Linked DNA regions of Mus musculus: region 1 is linked to region 2. A link is a contact called in public Micro-C data. All regions are on one chromosome and are shown on one strand. Each heading gives the region's core, a stretch centred on a gene start, on an enhancer-like site or on the middle of the called end of the contact. The rest is flanking DNA. Distances are from core to core; before and after follow the strand shown. Region 1 overlaps St6galnac3 (ST6 (alpha-N-acetyl-neuraminyl-2,3-beta-galactosyl-1,3)-N-acetylgalactosaminide alpha-2,6-sialyltransferase 3). Region 2 overlaps Pigk (phosphatidylinositol glycan anchor biosynthesis, class K).

Region 1 (5,318 bases), core at 523-3,022, 910 kb before region 2:
CTCCTCGGCACTCTCTTACGACTTAACACATTTTAACAGCTCTCAATCATTCCCATCCAAACAGACCATACTGTAAACTGAACATCAGGGAGGGACTTGAGTCATAGCACACTGTCACCCCAAAGAATCCCTCTCCTTCTGGGCGGTTCTGTCTAGCAGGTGCAGGCCAGCGGAATGTGCCAGTAACGTGGCAGATGCTCCTCTCAACAGTTTCCACGCGTGGGCCTCCACTCCTGGCTTGGGATCACATGACTGGTTTCCAGCCATCCCCTGTGGCCCTCCATGGAGCAGAGTGCACAGAGGAGATCTTAGAAGGCTTTGTCCAAGGTGTGCCCTTGAGTCTGTGACTCAAAGGGAAATCCATTCGCAACTAACTTTCAGCATTGGCTCGCTGAAGGCCCGACCGCCCTGCTTGCTCCTCTGCGGTGTCCAGGAATCTTCTCTCACAGACTGGAAATCACCACCACCCACAGTTAACAGGCTCACAAGACTTACCACAGCGTCTTTGCTTCGGAACTGTTCCTTGTAAAAAGCCAGCAAAGAGGCAGCTGCAGACCATGTCTAAGTGCACTTTTCAAAGGTCAGACTCCAAGGATGTGAACCTGGTCAGTAGCTGTTTAAAATGTGTTTATTTCTGTCAAGAGACAGACTTTGTCCGGGACAGAGTCTGTTGTCAGTGCACTGTCTGTTCATTGATATACAGCTTACAGATAAAAGCATTTCCATGGCTTGGTAATGTGTGAGGGTTTTGACAAAACTCAATTTTCATCTTATCCTGTGGTATTTTCTATGATTCAGTGGAGAGATCCCAAGCTAATTCTACCTTGGTTCTTTTGGAGAGAGAAAGAAGAGAAGCATCAATGGTAGTGATCAGCCGTGTGTGGGATTGGTGTGCATGCCAAGTCGGCTTCAGATGAGCAAACCCAGGAAAGTTCCTACCGATGAGTAGCTTTCACGGTTGGCCGAACAGCAGAGTTTGGGAAGCCTCTGGTTCCGGGCTCGGGGCACCTCAGGTCTAATTTAGTTCTGGGAAAGCAGATTCAAATATTCAGAAAGCGGTTCCTTCCTTTTCACTCCCTTGCTTAGGATGAGTTTGAATTATAGTCTTTGTCTCAAAGTTCTTCCTAAGAGTATTTTATCCAGAACTAACAAATTTATAGGCGTCAGAAATGGCGTGTTTTTTTTTTTATACCAGTCATTTGCACGAGACCGTGCCCAGGGTTATTTACACAGGGTCACGGCCAATCACAGGAGCTTGAGAAAGCAGCATCTCATAAATTCACAATGGATTGTGGTGTCAGTGCTTTTCCAGAAAGGAAAACTCAGATTCTAGAGTCAGGAAATGCGACCCCAGAAGCCAGGCCTCTGCTCCCCTTGGACACCTGCCATTGCTGTCAACTCTCCTGCTTCCTGCTCTGCCCCTGTGTGGAGGAGACCATGACTCAGCTAAATGACCAGGTGGCTGAACCCTCTGTGCTCTCCTCAGTCCTTGCTGTCTTCTTCCCCAGGCTTCTCTTTCCAGTCTCCTTTTGCTGTTAGCTATTTGCACACCTCGCATCTGGGGGAGTTCTGGAAATATGGCGGCCAATCGAGTACCAGTGAGCCTTGCCCAGAGCACCACCTTCCCAGGCCACGTGTTAGGAGATACATGTTTCTGTGTCCCGTGTTCCCGTGATCGTGACTGCAATATGTGTGGAGTAGGCAGAGGTGTGGGGATCTAAGCAAAGGCTAGGGAAGTGCAAGATAGCCTGCTGTGAGCACACACTCTTGCTGGAGCACAGCCCCTCCCCTCCGCCATCCCCGTCCCAGAGGAGACTGGAATTCAGCAGTCCTTAGTCTGTATCTGTACTGACCGGTATTTGCGTGAAAGCCGCATTGCGTGTGCGTGTGTGTGTGTGTGTGTGTGTGTGTGTGTGTGTGTGTGTATGGCCGTGTGAGAGAATGGGCACTTGCACGTAAGCTCTGTCATGCCTACGGAGACTAAAGAAAGCTTCCATTGTTTTCCTCTGAAGGGAACTGGCCTGTGTGGGACCATGGGCCCAAGATGACGATTCTCTGAGGTGAAAGTCTTTTCAAGGGTTTTAACTTTTTGGTCAAAGTCAGAAGGCTTGTGAGTTCTAGAGGAAATGCTTGTTTGAACTAGCTCACTTTCTTCCTCTCCCTTTTCCCCTTCCCTTGCTCTCTCCCTGTCTCTCTCATGTGGACTCCTTTGAGGCTAGCATGAGCTGTATATGAAACCCCTTCTTAACAATGCTCCCCTGCCTCCCCAAAAGAAAGATGAAATGCATGCTCGTTGTCAGGGAGATCTGAGAGTCCTGCAAAGGTCAGCCTCTGAAATCTCAGAGTTTTAAAAAAGTGCTCAGGGTGGGAACATGTCTGAACATGAAGTCCTAGTGAGCTGACAGCACTGTGTCTATCACAAGCATCTCCACGAAGAGGAGGTAGGGTGCCTCTGGAGGGGTGCTGGTATTCCCAGCCTGGGCTGTAGCAGTTGAGCTATGGTGTTCAGCCAGAGGCGGGATGCAAGACCAGTGCTTAAAAGCATCTGCGTGCTTGCTATGCAAGTGTGAGGACCCAAGTTCAAATCCCCAGAAACCCATGTAAAGGTGGGTGTATTAGCATGGATATGTATCCCTGTGCCCTTACAATGAGGTGAAAGGTCAAGGAGGAGAGCCCTGAGAAGCCCACAGGCTGGCTAGCCTGGGATACATGCAGCATCAGGAAATGACATGGTAAAATGGGGACCGACACCTGCGGTTGTCCTTTGCCTTCTACAGGCATGACATAGCCTGCATGCAAATGCACACATGCACCCCAACACACATAGTCATGCACACACATACATGCCACTCACACACACACCACACAATAGATACAGCAACACGGGAGCAGGCTGGGTATGTGTGCCTGCAGCCATGACTCCAGCGAGGTGGATGCAGAACGGTCATGAGTTCAGTGCCAGCCTGGGCAAAATGAGATTCAGTCACCAAAACCCAAAGGCTAGAGAGGTTAAGAACACATGCTGGTCTTTCAGAGGACCAGAGTTCCACTCCCAGCACCTACATCCTGAAGCTCTTAGGCCCCTGTAACTCCACCTCCTTCTGGCTCTGTAGACACCTCATGTGCACATACCCTCACAGAGACACATACATGTGCATATGATTAAAAACAAGGCATCTTTAAAAAGTAAAGCCAGACAGGCGTCGTGGCTCTGCGGCATCGCTGGATGCTGAGGCTTAGCCTCTCGTGTCTGTTTATTCAGACTTCCATTTACCGCTTAGACTGCCAGTCCAGTGGCCCCTCACCTCTCAGCTGCTGTGAGAAGCTCCTGAGGCAGGGGGATTACTGTCAGGTCTCCAGGGCATGGCTCTGTAAAGGCCTCAAAAAGCAGTCTGTTAAGCCTTCTCTTTTTCTCCCGTGAAGTTTTTAAGCATATACATCTATACATAAGCATAAGCATCTATACATACCATATACATCTATACATACCACCACACAGATGTCGAGTGCACTATGTGCATATGTAATATATACATAAACATATACATCCATAGACCCCCCACATATCCACAGCCCCCGTATATCCATGCATACATATATGTGTGCTCTTACTCATGTAGGCAAACACAGACGAATACGTACATGATCACATTCTGCATGTACTGTTTCTAGGGAAGACTGGCCCACGTAGGGCAGCGCTCTCTTATTTTCAGAGGACCCCTCCCTGGGCTTTCATGGTGCAGGAAGGTGGTGTGAGCCTTTAAAACTGTACGTATTTACTCTTGTAGTTGTGTCTTGGTGACAGAAATTCTTTTTTTTTTTCCATTTTTTATTAGGTATTTAGCTCATTTACATTTCCAATGCTATACCAAAAGTCCCCCATACCCACCCACCCCCACTCCCCTACCCACCCACTCCCCCTTTTTGGCCTTGGCGTTCCCCTGTACTGGGGCATACAAAGTTTGCAAGTCCAATGGGCCTCTCTTTCCAGTGATGGCCGATTAGGCCATCTTTTGATACATATGCAGCTAGAGTTAAGAGCTCCGGGGTACTGGTTAGTTCATAATGTTGTTCCACCTATAGGGTTGCAGATCCCTTTAGCTCCTTGGGTTCTTTCTCTAGCTCCTCCATTGGGAGCCCTGTGATCCATCCATTAGCTGACTGTGAGCATCCACTTCTGTGTTTGCTAGGCCCCGGCATAGTCTCACAAGAGATAGCTACATCTGGGTCCTTTCGATAAAATCTTGCTAGGGTATGCAATGGTGTCAGCGTTTGGATGCTGATTATGGGGTGGATCCCTGGATATGGCAGTCTCTACATGGTCCATCCTTTCATCTCAGCTCCAAACTTTGGTGACAGAAATTCTGTCAGGTCGAGAAGAGATCCTAAAAGAAAATGGTCTAAGAAAATAAATACCTTTGTCACATATGTCCTTGTCTGGTGCCTGGGGTGACCTGGGGTTTGGAGGGTTCTGGTTTGGACACAAGCAAGCGAGCCAGACACCGGCCTTTTCTAAACTCTAGATTCCTCACCTATAAATGATGCTGTCTGCAGCCATGGCTCTCAGACGCTCAGCTCTGTCTGTCCTGATGGCCGAGGAAATCAGAGTCAAGTCAGACGCTCTCATTCAGGCATGAGCCTGACCTGTATCCTCGGTGTCTGGACGAGTACCTGGATGACGGAGCAGACCACAGATCCCTCGCTTCCTCCAGTTTCTAAACGCTCACGTCAGGTGGACCTTATTGCTATCCAGGCCTTTGAACAATATAATTGGCTTAATTTTAGTTTTCTGATTCCAGGAGTGCACGCTTCCCCTGTCTGTCTCTTGTCTTATTGATTTTGATGGCAAGAGATTAATCTGGTGCTCTGAGGAGCTGGGCATCAAGAGCTCTCCAGCAAGGAGCAATTTTGCCCTCTGGCTGCCTGGTGCTCACATATCTCTCATCAGCAATTTGTAGGACTCACCCCCCTGTGCCCCACAAACCCCGATCCCCACCCCTTGGCTTAGAACTGTCTTTGCAGTGCCCCTGAAGGGAGGAGGAGGAAGGCCAGCCTTTCTTTAGCCACATGAAGCCTGCATGGAGCCTGGTAGGATTGGTCTGCTCCTGCTACTTTGTATGCAAGATAGCTCCTGCTTACCACTCACCCCAGTTTTAGCTGTTCGTGTCCGTGGATCCTTGGGCTAGCTTTAGCATATAGATTTCAGATTACATTGGAATTGCCTATGTCTTTCTGTGTTTCTTACTTCACAATTAGACCCTGAAAAACAGAGTTTAGCCTTGTTTCTCATGCACGTGGTAACTTGAATAGCTAGCTAT
Region 2 (5,187 bases), core at 1,536-4,035:
ACTCGGGACTTAACATTTAGGAACACGTCCTGGAGGAGCAGGGCCTCTGGGGAAGCAGAGACCTGGGCGTTGCCAGAAGTGGCGGTGCACAGAGAAGGTTGAGAAGTCAGCCCTCGTAGACACAGGGCTCCTAAGTGTAAGTCATTTAGATCCTGGCCATTGCAATCTAACATGATATGCAGAATTCACACAACGACTACTACTACAGGTGCAGAAAGGTAGATTTCTTTTCCCTTTCAGCTTGTTCCTTTTTTTTTTTTCAGTGTTTATTAGAACTTTTAGTGAGCATATAAAGTATGGGGCTTCACTGTGACGCCTTCCCACCCACATCACCATTTTTGCTGCCCCCTTACTACCCTCAGGCATACCCGCTCCTTGCTGCCCCCTTACTACCCTCACGCACACCTGCTCCTTGCTGCCCCCTTACTACCCTCACCTTGCTGCCCCCTTACTACCCTCACCTTGCTGCCCCCTTACTACCCTCACGCACACCCGCTCCTTGTTGGCCCCTTTCTCCTATGCAGTCCTCGACTTCACTTTCAGTTTAGATATTCCATCACTCTCTCTTGTCATTCTCTGATCCCTGGAAATCAGAAATTAAAAAACACAAACCAACAAGTAGTCTGATAAAATGTATTTTTTAAAGTACTGACCATCTCAAAAATAAACTCTAGATATTAGTAAGATCTGACTGCATGCAGTAAAATGTTTTTACCCTTTTTCCTGTGAATTCCACAATGTGTCAACATTAGATTTCAAAACTTCAACTTCATCTTTTCCTGAAAATCATATGAAATAAGCTTAACTAAGACTCAAAACCTGCAGTGTGAGGATTATGAGGCCTCTCCCAAAAGGAGGCTGATATGCAAATCAGTGCCATTCTCTGCCCCAGATTAAAGAACACCCAGAGTTCTTGGTGGTGTGAGCATCTCTCTCACAGGAGCAACATAAAAGATAGTTAATTCAGTCTAGAAGAATGCCACAGATTCTAGCCACGATAGGTGGAGAGTGGGTGGGTCACTGCTATGAGTTGGGTTGGGAGGAGATATGGGGGAAGGGGTGGGAGGGGCCTACTGGCTCCTGGGTAGTTTCTGGAAACTCTCAAACTGTCAGAGGAAAAAAGCAGGCAAACACTCCAGCTACAGACAGGCAAGGACTTCCTGAATGGATTCCTGCTGCAGAATAAATAGGCCAGTGGGAGAGAAATGAAACCTCATGAAATTCAAAAACAAAAACAACAAAACCCTTCCGTTCAGCAAAAGAAAGAGTTGGGTGAAGAAAGAGCCTAGGAGACAGGAGATAATCTAACAGCGAATTAATATCCATGATATACAAAAGCTCAAGACGGCAGATGTCAGGAAGAACACAGAAGACAACTCAAGCAAAACTCAGCTAAGCACTGAACAGAGAGAAGCCCAAGTGACCAGCAACTATCATGAAGCACTCGGTGCCCTTAGTCATCACAGAGGCACCAGTTAAAACCACAATGAGATTCCATCTACATCAGGAAGAATGGCTAACAGCAAGACACGGATATTGGAATGGTGTTGGTGGGCATATAACCTTCTGCAGCTACAAGGAAAACCAACGTGGTGATTTCTAAGAAAGCAAATGCTACAGTTGCCATATGACCCACCCATCCCACTCCTGGGCACCCACCCGAAGAACTCTGCATCCTACCAAAGAGACCTGCACATCTGTGGTCACGGCCGCTCTAGTCACAGTAGCTAGGAAATACAGTCAGCCTAGACACTATTAACTCAAGTAACAACAAAAATGAGGTACACACACAATGGAATTCAAGTCATCCAATAACTTGAAACTATGAGATTTTCAAGAAATGGAAGAAACTGAAAAATATTCTATTACCTTAACTCTCTCATGTGTGTTCAGCTCTTTTATATATACACATCTATATCACAGGAGAAATATGATCTTTAAGTTGGGGGTGGGGAGACAGCAGAACCCGTGTGACATAGAAGGGACACGATGGTCTCACTCAGCGAGAGCAGATGGCAGACAGAATGTACAGTCTAGGATGTCAACCGAAAGAAATGATACATGGAAAGCTGACATTTTGGTAAGCTAATCAAAAAACAATTTTTAAAAATATTTTGAATGGGATATTCACCCTGTGGGGATGAATAAAGGTGTTTCCAGAGGTTACAGCCTATTAAACAAGAATCCCAGGACCAGGGCAAGGCACTTCTCAGGAGGTGACCATGGGTGCTCCCAAGAACCCCAAAACAACCCAGGCCACTGCCCTTAGTTTCCTACCATAACTAGTTGGTCAGACTGTGCTGCTCAAGATCACACAGGATTGACCCCAGACACAGAGAAAGCAAGCTGCAGCTGGGCTGGAACCTCCCCCCTGCTGGCTAGGCTGAAGCTGCCAGGGGGCGCCATGCAGCTCGCCCTCCGGGTACCAACACTGACGGCCAGGCAGCTTGAGAGCACTGGTACGGCGGGAAGCCTGCCCACCTCGGGGCTGGACTTGCCACAGGAAGGACCTCGCTTCGGACGCTCTCCGCTGGTCAAAAGCCTGTAGCTGGGAAGAGGGGCTGCAGGATGCAAGTCGCGCCTATCAAACGGCCTTCTCCAGAGCTCACATGCCCGCAGAGCTGCTCAGACAAGCTTCTTCCTCCAGTGGGCAGCAGTGACTGCAGACTCATAACTACTCAAAGTCGAGAGAATAAACTAAACGACAGTTTGAATACCTCGCCCGCTATACCTAGGACATATAGAACAGCCCCTCAAAGCTCGGGGGCACTGTGGAAGATGGAGCAGAGAGAACGGAAGAGTCAGCGGAAGTGAGATAGCTGTGGAAAGCTGACTTCCGGATACGACAGGACTTTGGCAATCGCAGACCCACAGCAGCCTTGACATCTGCACTGGACTGCAAGGCTGGGTCTGTCAGGACCCTTCCAGGGAAGAGCAAGGGATCCGTGGAGCCCCACCCTCTCCAGGACTCACAGGCAGTTAAAAGTTGATGGGGGAGGAGACAGAATTTCCACAGCCCTGTAGCTATAAGGTGTACATGCTCTGTAAACAGGCTTCCGCCCACGCTCCTGCAGACAGCCCTGAGGAGACTCACAGGGTCACCACAACTGATAGACAAAGGCAAGACAAGAAAGCATAGGGGAGCCAGCTGGGAAGAGGATTGGCAGAACTGGGGTGAATATGACCGACATACACCATGCACATGCATAAACCGACATAATGAAATCCATTGCTGTGGACAACTAATACATAATAATTAATTAAATTATATACTAATTAAATATATATACTAATTAAAACACTTAGTCCCAACACTTGGGAGGTAATATCAGGTGGACCAAGGTTCAAGACCAATCTCAGGGACACAGGAGTTTATGGGCAGCCTCTAATACATGAGAGCCAGTTCAACAGAAAAAGCTTTTAAAAGAAAAAACTTGTGAAAAAAAATGAGCAATTTTCTAATTTTTAAATTTTTCTTGTTGAACCATTTGAAAGTTGAGACACCATCAGTTATTATGTATTTCAGCATGCCTTCACAATGTCAACAATGTTTCAAAGACAGTGTGTAATTCACACTGAGTCTCATGTAGCTCACCAGTCTCACAGTGGTTAAATCAACCGCTCATAACTTTCCTGGAAATACTGGTTCTCTTCCACAGGTTGCACACTGTTTCCAGGAACCTGGCTCGATGTTCTTTCCAGTTAGGTGACTTCCATCCTAACGCACTGTTACCCTTGTACTCCTGCATCTTCGTTTCTCACTCGGAGGCTCGGGAGGCCTCTTCCTCCCTGCTTCTGCTGAGGTGACGCCCTAGCATACTTGGAGGATTGGCAGGGTAGACAGTCCCTCTCAGGTACCCACGACATAAGACCTTTCAATGCACACATTCTGCTTGAGCTCTGAAAAGGTTTCCAGTACAGTTTTTAACGCTATTTCTATTTCTATTCCATTTGATTTTCTAGTTTAAGCATTAAGCAAATATAATGGACCCCCCCCCCAGACTCTCTCTCTCTCTCTGATTTTTCCTGTTTTCTTCCTCACATTTCAGTGTTATTTTCCTGGCTCTTATTTCTAGTCTTTATTCCTTTCACTGAACTTGTGGTAACACACTCCTCCCCTGGGTGTCTTGTAATTTAGTTTTCACTTCCAAGGTGATTTTCTCTATTTTGCCTTTGTCTTTCCAGAGTCCAGTTGGGTTCTTCCAGACATTTCTGTTGTTTGTCTCTTTCAGTCATGACTCTCTCAGTGAGTTCATTCATTACACAGACACTTGTGTAATACCGTGTTCACACTCCAGGGCTCCAGCTGGCCTTCCTCTGTGTTTTCTTTTATATCCCAGCCCTCTGTGTGTGTTTATGCATGTGCAGGCGCTTGTATACGATATGAGTGCGCATGTCTGAAAACCTCATTCCTCAGCCCCGTCAACGTGGTTTTAGAGACAGCCTGTCTGTCCCTGGCGTGGGCCTTGCTGGTGACCGTGCTGACTGTCCAGTGAACCCCAGAGGGCCACCTATGTCTGCCTCCCCAATACTGGGATTGCAATCACATGCCCCCACCCAGCCTTCTTATGAAGGCCCTGGGGTTGAACTCAGGTCCTTAAACTTCTCCTCAACCCTTCTTTCTGTTTTTGCTTTTCTCCACTGAAAGTGCCTACACATAACAAAATGTATATAAGTTATATATACTTTAATAAGGTTTTATCTTAATTTTCTATTTTATTCTGGTATTAACTTTGTACATTTGCTGAATTCTTTCTCTCTTGAAGATTATTTATGTTGGCTTTCCTGGGATTAGTAATGGCCATTAATCTGGAGTTGGATCAAGGAGATGAGCTAATTTACAAGGGAGAGTTTTCAGTTCAAGAGCGCCCTCTTCTGTAGCTGAAACGAACTGCAGCTTACTTAATAAAGTAGCCGATGTACCGGGGTGGGATTTTTAAATACTCCCTTGCTTTCATAAAGCCCTTCCTTACTCTTTTTGTCCACATCTAACACTTCTGGGCACCGTGTCCCCACCCTCCTCTTCACAACGTCCTCTGTTCTCATAGAATTGTCGCTTTCCTAATCATGGTGCATAAGGTCACCAAGCTCTCTACTCAGCATTTGTAATTCTGAGAAAACTACAGGTGCTCATTCCAACTTACGCATGGCTGGAACCCCAAACACCTCCTTCTTTCCTCTTATGAA

Evidence for each region. Hi-C and Micro-C count contacts between places; a contact is called where the count stands out from the background.
Region 1: a Micro-C map of the G1E-ER4 cell line shows a contact between it and region 2, with 5 times the contacts expected there. The contact joins two enhancer-like sites. A contact is called at or near these places in 1 of 39 promoter capture datasets (the 3T3-L1 cell line), 4 of 15 datasets of contacts at CTCF or cohesin (hippocampal excitatory neurons, large pre-B cells, pro-B cells and 1 more), 64 of 484 Hi-C or Micro-C datasets (3T3-L1-derived adipocytes, the AML12 cell line, the Ba/F3 cell line and 37 more), 10 of 115 datasets of contacts at active chromatin or transcription factors (bone marrow-derived dendritic cells, craniofacial prominence, embryonic basal ganglia and 5 more) and 1 of 9 other capture datasets (embryonic stem cells).

The regions. Positions count from the first base shown.
Region 1 is chr3:153,665,150-153,670,467 of GRCm38.p6, reverse strand. All of the region lies in intron 1 of St6galnac3 (ST6 (alpha-N-acetyl-neuraminyl-2,3-beta-galactosyl-1,3)-N-acetylgalactosaminide alpha-2,6-sialyltransferase 3), which reads left to right. Among named protein-coding and RNA genes, the nearest start is that of St6galnac3, 57 kb to the left of the region's middle. Within about 2 kb of position 1,772, at least 59 of the 459 cell types and tissues checked have an H3K27ac peak or open chromatin away from gene starts, as enhancers often do. A contact at or near this core is called in the G1E-ER4 cell line and neural stem cells, where this site is marked.
Region 2 is chr3:152,761,004-152,766,190 of GRCm38.p6, reverse strand. All of the region lies in intron 9 of Pigk (phosphatidylinositol glycan anchor biosynthesis, class K), which reads right to left. Among named protein-coding and RNA genes, the nearest start is that of Gm40181, 7.5 kb to the right of the region's middle. Within about 2 kb of position 2,785, at least 136 of the 459 cell types and tissues checked have an H3K27ac peak or open chromatin away from gene starts, as enhancers often do. A contact at or near this core is called in the G1E-ER4 cell line and neural stem cells, where this site is marked.